Regions from separate parts of the Triticum aestivum genome. Here region 1 is linked to region 2. A link is a contact called in public Hi-C data. All regions are on one chromosome and are shown on one strand. The core of a region is the stretch at or near the end of the contact, and the rest is flanking DNA. Distances in the headings are between cores, read along the strand shown.

Region 1 (5,117 bases), core at 205-2,704, 130 kb before region 2:
GAAACGAAACGACCGGCCCGGGCACACACTCTCGGTCAGTCAAGACTCGAGAGTCGGCTGCCGGTCCATGGTCGAAAACAGAGCAGAGCTGCACTTGAACTTTTCAAAAATATAAAGAGAGTAAACAATTCTACGACGTACCTGAAGAGTCCGAAGGAGACCTGGAAGACGCCGGCGAGGAAGGTGACGGTGAAGACGAGCGTGCGGTAGGTGACGGGGTCCACGGCCGGGTCCACCACCTTCTGCACCATGGACGACAGCAGCAGCGACACCACCGCCACCGGCCCGATGGCGATCTCCCTCGACGTCCCCATCACGGCGTAGATCAGCGGCGGCACCACGCTCGTGTCTGCCCATGCCGCCACACATGTCACGTCAGTCGTCGTGCCAACAAGAGATCGATTAGTCCGGAGCAGTGGGATCGAAACAAAACATGGCGATGCAAATTATTTCAGGAGATATTACAGAAGCGAGGCAAAACAAAAGCTGGTGAGTTGTGATGCTTACAAAGGCCATACTGGGGGTCCAGCTTCGCCAGATTGGCGTATCCAATGCTCTGCACACAGTGGATTAATTAGCATTTTCAGATCGATACGGAGGAGCAGATCATCACTGTGAACGTCAAGATATATGTCTAGGCAAAAACTGCGTAGATGATTAATGCTCCTTTTTGATGTCAGTCGCTGACCAAGTTATGCAAGACAAAAACTGTTTGTTACTAGTAGGAGAGAGAACTGAAGCGCGCACGTATGGCGTCACCAGTGATCGCACGATGGCGTTCGGCGGTGGCGCGCACGTACCTGCGGGATGCCGAGGCTGGCGAGCGTGAGGCCGGCCATGACGTCGCTCCGGAAGGACTTGAGCGTGTAGGTCCTGCCCCACTGCAGCACCGGGAAGACGGCCTGCAGCGCGGCCAGGACCCACGCCCACCGCGGCGGCCGGCGGTCACCACCGTGGCCGCTCCCGTGCGGGCGGAACGCCTTGCCGACCACGCCGACGAGCTCCTCGCGCAGGCTCGGCGGCCGGGGGCTGTTGAGGACGAGGCCGGCCGTGTCGGGCCGCCTGGACACGTCGAATGTCGACGGCGGCGGCACCGTGACGGCCGTCTCGACGGCTGCCGTGGACGACGACGACTCCATGAATGACGGACGGTAACTGAAGTGTTTGGGGGAACTCCCGCTTGGTCTTAAAAGGGGGCTCTTGTTGTTGGATAGATGGAGGAGAGAATCTCTCGAGGGTGAGGTGACACGATCGACTGCGAGGCGGGCGGCTGGTTGCTCTAGATTTCCTCTGGTGTAGACATCACCGGCGACGAGTCACGGTCGTCGTGGATTGCGATATGATTCCTGGGGAGAGGTAGACGACACCCATGCACATATGAGCCCCCGGCCTCGAGAGAAAATTCGCTCGCTCTCGGAGGCGGGATGCGTGTGTGCGGCCGTGCGGATGCAGATTGAGATGTTGGGTGCTATATATGGGTGTGCGCTAGTGCTGCCATGGACAATGCTCACAAAGCTGGCCACATGCATCTCGGTGGCCACCACTTTCACTGATTCCTCGATGATTGGCTCTGCTGCTGCTGCTACTGCATCTTAGAGCATCTCCGGCCGTTCGGCCTCCCAGGGCGCCGAAAAACTGCGCCCCCAGCCACGGCCCCAGCCCCCCCCTCCAGCCTTGGCAAATTCAAACATAGTTCATTCCCGCGCCCAAAAATAAACGCCACAATCCGGCGATCAAGCGGTGATCGGCGATCGATGAAAAGTTCGGCGTACAAAAATCAGAACAGAAACGCGCATCAGACGGCGAGGTCGGCCTCCGGCGTCGGCGGAGTCGGCGTGCGCGGGCTTGACGTGGTCTCTGTGCTTGGCGGCGTGGCTTCTGCGCTGCGGGCAGTCTTGGCGGCATCATCGGTCGGGCTTGTTGGCGGCGTCGGCATGCGCGTGGGCGTGGGCGGCGTCGTCGTGGGCGTGGGCGTGGGCGGCGCCGTCGAGGGAAGCTGGTCCAGGATGAGGCCGACATGCGCCCTGTACCACGCCTTGACCGCCTCGTCGGTGCTCTAGAGCATGTCCGCCCCGCCCAGCAGGAAAGCCAGGTCGGTGTTCCTCTTTTTCGCGGCGACGTTGGTCCGGAGTAGGTCGAGCTTGACGGCGCTTGTCGACATCAACGCTGACCACCGCGCCTCGGTCTTCTCTTCACGAAGGACGGCCCGGGCCTGTGCGTCGGCGAGGCAGTGCTGGATGGATTCTTGCACGCGAGCGGTGGCCGCGTCGGCGTGTTTCCCCTTCTTGGCACCTTTGTTGCTGTTCGGCCGCCCTTCTGACGCGCCCGGAGCCGGCGCGTCCGGCTTGTATGTCTCCTTGGCCTTCTCGAGGGTGCGCCGGACTTCCGCCCACTTGTCGCACTTGTCAATGCGCTTGTAAACGTGGAGGTACTTGAACTCGGCGTCGTTGTTGCTCTGCCTATACAGGCCGAACATGCGCAGCAACTGCGCGGGGACGGACAAACAGTTGGCGGGCGCACACGGCGAAGAGAGACGAGAGACCGGCGTGGCATACCTGATCCTCAATGCTGGCGCCGCTCTCCGGGCGAGCGGCCACCTCCTCGACGACACCATGCCATTTGTTGCACGCCCCCTGGATGCGCCCCCAATGGTTCGCCATCGCCTTCGACCCGCGCTGCATGTAGATGCCTTTGAAGTAGGGGTCGACGAGCTTGCGCTCGTCGAACTCGGCCTTGATGCGCGCCCAGTATGTGTCGATGCTCTGGTTCGCGCCGGTGGTCCGGTCGAGGCAGACGACTTTCCATGCCTCGGCGAGGCATTCCTCCTCCTTGGACGCCCACTTGATGCGCGGCTCGGCTGACCTGGCCGTCCGCTTCTTCTTCTTGCGCCTCCTCACCGGCTCCTCCTCGTCCTCGTCCTCCTCCTCGTCCTCTTCCTCCTGCTCCTCCTGCTCCTCGTCGCCGTAGACGTAGCCGAGCTCGCCGTCCATGCCGCCGCTGAGATCCACCGCCTCATCCACGGTGAACCCGGGAGACGCGGCGGCCGCGGACAATCCTTCCGCGATGATGTCGTCCATGTCGGTCTCTGTCTCGTCGGCGTCGCCGAGGTGCGAGAAGGGCAGTGCGCAACGGCAGAGAGGGGGCGTCGGGGAGGACGCGTACGCGGGCGGCGAGTAGTTGTATGGAGGGTACTGCACGCCGGTGAAGGCGGGCGAGGGCGTGCGCTGGGCCGGGTGTCCATGGGGGAACGTGACATTTGGGTTGAACCTACCGTGCACGTCCCCGTCGGCGTAGCCCGGCGATCCCCATGGCTGCGGCGTCGGAGACCCGACACCTTGCTGGCCCCAGGGCGCGTACGGCGCGTGGTTGCCGGGGGGATTCATCATCCCCGCGCGTGCCGCCTCGGCCTCGGCCTGGTCCGCGGCAGCGGCACCCGCAGTCGCGCGTGCCGCGTTGTCACGGGCCTTCTTGGCGAGGGCCCTGTTCCGCCGGTCGGCGGTGACGGCCTCCCGTCACTGTACTTCTACCCTCCAATCGGCGTTTGTCATGCCCGGCGGCTTGGACGGCGGCGCCCTCGGCTTCCTCTGCTTCGGCTGGGCGACGGAGGCGGTCGCGGTTGCCGCGGCGCGGGGGACGACGTACTTCTTCGGTGCCATGGCGGCCGGCTGGGAGGCGAGCGGGAGAGAGAATGGCGGGAGGAAAGGAGAAAATGGGAGGGAACTGGGGGAAAAGCGGGGAGAAACGGCGGGAAGAGGCGCTCGACTCGGCGACAGGGCGGACCCACGCGCCTTTTCGCTTGTGCCGGCTCCCCAGGCGCCCCCAGGGCGCCGGGTTCTGCCTGGGTCCGCCAGCACCAGATTCAGCCCGTGCCGGCGAAAAACGGGCTTCTGGGGGGGGGGGGGCTGGGCCGTTTTTTCGGCGCCGGCGCGGCAAAAACGCATGGGGAGGGCCTGTTGGGGGCGCGGCTGGAGATGCTCTTACTCGTACTACTACCTCCTCCCATTGCAGCTAAATCAACCAGTGTGGGAGGACAAATGTGTACTTAGAGCAACTCCAACGCGCCTACCCATTTTGTCCGCGCGTGTCCGTTTGAGTCGTGGCGGACAGAAAAGTCGGCTCAACGCGCCGACCTAAATGCACGTGCGTCCGCTTTTCGTCCGCCTGCCGACCCATTTCAGGCCCAATTTTGAGCCTGATTTGCGTTGGCACGGAAAAGATACGGACGCGTGCGCCGCACGACAAGTACTCCCCCTGGCCCGCCAGTCGGTGGCACATCGGTCATCCTCGCCCACCCCTTGATAGAAAACCCTCGCCCGCACCCAGCTCCCGTCCCGTCGTCGCGGCAGTCGCCTCCCATTTCCGGTGCCTCTGCCAACACCACCGCCACCACCTTCCACGTCGTCGGCACCACCGCCTCGCCGGCGGGGCACCGAAGCTTTCCCACCCCACCCCCCGATGCCGCCGCGAGTAGGTAGCCACTTCCCCGCCCCGGCCAGCTCCTTCGTCCGACAACGCCCGCTGTCCTGATGTCGGCACGCTCGTTGGACGCCGCCAGGTCCAGGGGAGGCGCCCGTCCCTTCGCCGACCAGCTTCTTCGTCGACGCCCACAAGCTGTTCGACAGTTTGCCAAGGTACAAAATGGACTCCGCTGATGAGTTCTTCCATAATTTTCTATGAGACTCTGGCGATTCCTCGTCCGATGATGAGGAGGAGATCTTGGCTGCCGTGTTGGTGCATGACCACCTTAATAGGCAGCGGCCGTTGTTCCGTGGCTCGGTCCCGGGGCACCTTCCGGCGTTGAATCGCAACCGAGAGAGCGGTCATTTCCTTCTTTGGAAGGACTACTTTGACACAACCAACCCGTTGTTCAAACATCAGAAATTGCAGCGGCGTTTTCGTATGGGTAGGCATCTTTTCAACCGTATTAGAGAGGGGGTGGTCGGATACGATAACTATTTTGAGTACAAAGAGGATGCCCTTGGAAAGATTGGCTTCTCATTTTATCAGAAATGCACTGCAGCCATACGGATGCTTGCATACGGAGTACCCAGTGATCTCATTGATGAGTACGTTCGTATAAGCGAGTCTACATGTCTAGGCTCCATGTACAAGTTCTG
Region 2 (4,463 bases), core at 1,939-4,438:
CGAGGAAGAATAGGGCTTGGCGGCGGCTCCGTCTCGTGGATCGCGATAATTCTTTCTCCCTGATTTTTTCTCTGAAAATAGGAATTTATAGCATCGGTTTTAGGGTCAGCGGGGCCACCAGGTGGGTACAACCCACCTTGGCGCGTCAGGAGAGGGGGGCGCGCCCTGGTGGATTGTGCCCACCCAGGTGCCCCTCTCCGGCAGGTCTTGGCTCCAGAAATTCTTATTATTGATATAAAAAATCCTCGCAAAGTTTCGTTCCATTCCGAGAACTTTTATTTCTGCACAAAAACAACACCATGGTAGTTCTGCTGAAAACAGCGTCAGTCCGGGGTTAGTTTCATTCAAATCATGCAAATTAGAGTCCAAAACAAGAGGAAAAGCGTGAGAAAAAGTAGATACGTTGGAGATGTATCAGTCCCGTTCCCACATGATTTCATAACGTGAGACAGAGGCTCGGCGCCGTTGCTCTTGTACTCCCTCTAGTTGAACTAACAGACGGCTATGATCCGAACACGAAGTGGCTAGATGCAACACCTTCGCAGAAGGGAAAATATCCCGCCAAGCTTCATCCGCACACGCCCAGTCTAGATGGACCTGGACGTTGCGAGAACCCTCCTGACCATTATTGTATGTGCATGGTAACCCACAGAAACCGAGATCCTCAAGCTCACATGTTATAAGGCAGTCTCAGAAGGCCACCATTTGATTCTTATAGTGCAAGTTCATAGATAAGTGCTCATGCTGCCATAGTGCCTCATTATAATCACCACAGACAAACCACGGATCCTGCGAGGCAGCCCGAAGGCGGCATAAGTGATCCCACGTGCGCTGCCTATTTTCCACTCTAGGCTCTCCATACACAAGGGTCCCTCTCCAAGCAGTAGTTGAACCCACATCCATAATTCTGACATCAATGAATCGATTGCAAGCTTCAAGTACTGTTACAGATAAAGATTCATCCCAGAACAAAGCCAATCCACCACTTCTACCATCACTACTCACACCATGGAAACCTTTCAGACCAAGTCTCCACTTCAATTTTTCAACTTTCCTTGCATCTTGTCTAGTCTCGGAAAGAAAGACTAGTTTGGGGTTATTGGCTTTTGAGAGGGCCGACACCTCACGAACTGTCCGGCGGTCCCCCCCGGCAGTTCCATGATAAGATATTCATTGCTTCCGGCGGTCCTCCTCGGGGGAGGCCGCCGATATCCCATTCTTCTCTGTATCCGCTGAGAACTTCAAACGTTTGCTGCTTGAGGTGCTGCTCGAAGGCGATTGACCCGCCCCCAAATCACCCCCACTTCCATCAGTGATAGCAAGCAACTGTTTCGGTGTTCCTGAGGTGATAACTTGTTCAGCCCCAACTAGGTCCATGTTTAACCTTTTCCTCACCTCCTTGTCCACCTATATCACGGTCGCAGAATTCTTCACCGAGCTAGACGTCGTATCCAGAATTTCAGGGTCGAACTTCTCCTGCCCCGGATCCACCGGGGCGGCTGGGACAGCAACGCCCGATGGCCGAAGGTCGGCTGCCTTGGACGGATTAGCATCTGGCCGTGGCTGATTAGGAGCATCAGCATACAGCCAACCACCGTATTTTAGCTTCTTCTCATCGTGTATTCCCAGACCGCATTCTTTGTGCTCATGGCTGACAAGACCGCATACTTTACAGAACCTGACCAACTTCTCATAACGCACCAGATAAACTTGCCACTCCCTTGCATGGACAATACTCACAAATTTCGTGAGAGGCTGTTGAATATCATGATTCACCCTTACCCTGACATAGTCACCACGAGTATTGTCGTTTAACCTCATCTCTAAAATTTCTCCAGCACCCTTCAGTAGTTTCTCCACAATATTCCTTTTGCAGTATGGATTCGGCAACTTGTGGATTTGAAGCCAAATAGGCATATGAACAAACACCACGTCCTCGGCTCGGCTGAATCTGTCGTACTTGCACAAGAGCACCGCCCAGTTGCGGAACAGCCAAGGTCCTTGATACATGATGTGTTCCCAATCACCCAAACACGAGGCTTGGACAACAAATCTGTTGGGGCCGACCGGGCGAAACCTCATGCTCTGCGCTGGATTCCAGGCCGCCCTCATATGCTTGTAGAAAGCCGATGGGCTGAAGTTTTTGTCCGTGTGAACCCTAGCTAGGGCCAGCCACCGGACACTTTCATTGATCTCGGGATCATCCTCATCGATCTCGACATCCTGGAACTCCTCATCATTGAGATCTAGTTGGTCGAAGAAGTTCTCCAGGTCAGGTTTTGTGGCGCTGTCGCTCGTTGCAGAGTTGGCGTCCGAGGGGGACACCATCGGCCCACAGAAGGGGAGGACCGTCGGGGTCTATAGGCGAAGGCCGGAGACGAACGAAGGGAACCGGACTCGGAGGCGATCAGATCGCCTCAGAGGAGAAAAACCCTAGCCGCCAGCGTAGGGGAAATACCATGCATAAAACATAGCGGAGTGTGCAGTTATCTCTACTATTTTTTCGAACAACGCGTGTAATTTTTAATATGCATCCATTATTATAGGATAAGTTGCACGGGATGACAAGATGACAACTCTGTATGTCAATATGACAACTAGAGCTTTATATAGGATGCACATGTGAAAAATATATTATTGAAATAAATGTTGGTCCCACTTGACAGCCAACTCACCTTTTTTTTACAATACTCATCCTTTGTCGCGGTGTTATTCATATTTAAGTAACGAAACCTTTTAATTCCGTGGAGTTTTCTCATTCATCCTCAGCCCGAAGCCAGAGGAGCTACCGAACATGCCCTTAGTGTTATTCCAAGAGCCAGAAGCCCCGTTTGACATGGGTGCACGTCAATCTATGCATCCCATGTGTTGACAAGTGGATCTCTCATGTCAGGTTGTTAGACAAGACAACTGATGGTTTGAATAAGTTTAGATACCAACTCAAAATAAAATTAAAAAATTAGTTTGGATTGCAAATCATGGTTTGTTGAGAAATTGGCCTAAAATGAAAACCAAAACGGTAATGTTGTGATTTTGCTACAACAAACACGCTGTGCGGTCGTGTACAGTACATCATCCCTGCATGCAACGGCAGTGAACTGGCTGCCTCCCAACCCGTAAAGACTTGCCGTAATATCGAGCAAGGTCAACGTGGCAACAGGCGGTTAACTTCCATCCCGTTCTTCACGCCTGCGCTGCCTCCCCCACCAGGTTCATCGAACCTGGACACGGTTTGACTCCCTCTCTCGCTCTCTCCTTCTCTCTTTTCGCTTCTTCCTCCCCCAATCTTTTAAATAGTGATGAAGGCGCTGTCGTCGATCTCCTGACCCACAATCGCGTCCACGTTCGAGGCGACCCTCCACCATCCAATCTGCTGGAAGGTATAGTCGGAGTAGAACACTGGCGGGGCCCAGGAAAAGCCAGGAGGAAAAGGTCCGGAGCTCCACGAAGGTGCTCCCAGAGGAACAACACAGTAAGAAAGACCACTTGTTCCTTCTTTTCGATTTCTCTCTTGCTTTTTCTCGAATTTTTTTCTCCCTTTTGGCACAGCTAGGCAGGCAAAAGCCCCACAGAAAAGTTCTTTTTCAACCGCGTGTTCGTAAAGGGTTTTAGTTCCCGCCTTTGTTTTATCACCTTCTCTCTGTTCTTTTTGTGGTTGCATTCTTTTTCAGGCCTTCATTGTTCAGTTTTGACTTTTGAGTGATCTATAGATGATTTCTGGAATGTTAAACATGATTTTTTTTCCTTAGATTTGTGTGATAGGATAACTGGACCAGATCACTACAGGTGACTTGTTCTTCTGCTGTCTATTTCTGTCTTGGGTTTTACAGTAGAAAGAAATATCATTGGGTTCTTACAGGGGAGTTCTTGCGATCTCTCACAATTTTTCATGAAAGAATACCATTTCATCATGTATTCTAGTAGAAAAATGCCATTTTGTCATGCATGTGTGGAACTTGGTCTACACAGAGCTGTTACTGTCTTACTGAACATTGTAGATGCTCCCATCCTGAAACTGTATTGAAAATAGCAGAGCACCACTGGGTCACCACTAGAACGGAAAGATGGAGAGAGGAAAAAGGCTAGCAGCAACGTGTGCCAGGGCCACGGTACATTCGCAAGCAAGTGATTAGAGCCACCAAGAGTGCATGGAATCTATTAGGCAGAGGAGCACGTCGGTTGGTCTCTCTCAGCCTCTCAGTCTCAGCTGTGCATTAGGACCCTCCACCTACATCAGGAACCCATCACATTAACCTGCCTTTTGACCGGTTCTTTGACCAGGTTCATGCAAATGGCATACCTTGTTTTCCAAACGCTACTAGTACTAGTTAATTAGTGAAAATTAAACTAGTAGTTGATCAAACGATCTGTTTTCGCGATGACTAACTGTGCCGATCTCCAGTCTGATTCTGTACTTCTGCTGCCGCAGATCATGTTCAGACGGTGCATAATTAGAGTTAACA

The links. A called contact is a pair of places that touch in the nucleus more often than the background predicts.
Region 1: a contact with region 2 is called in a Hi-C map of leaf, with 5 times the contacts expected there. The contact joins the promoter of LOC123098408 here to the promoter of LOC123098407 in region 2. A contact is called at or near these places in 5 of 5 Hi-C or Micro-C datasets (leaf, root and an unstated tissue) and 1 of 1 datasets of contacts at active chromatin or transcription factors (leaf).

Annotation. Positions count from the first base shown.
Region 1 is chr4D:434,777,267-434,782,383 of IWGSC CS RefSeq v2.1, reverse strand. It overlaps LOC123098408 (low affinity sulfate transporter 3), which reads right to left and starts at 1,454. Exons shown (of 12, transcript XM_044520387.1): 1 at 801-1,454; 2 at 508-556; 3 at 142-349. The coding sequence starts at 1,139.
Region 2 is chr4D:434,648,379-434,652,841 of IWGSC CS RefSeq v2.1, reverse strand. LOC123098407 (sulfate transporter 1.2) reads left to right here and starts at 3,188. Exons shown (of 14, transcript XM_044520384.1): 1 at 3,188-3,472.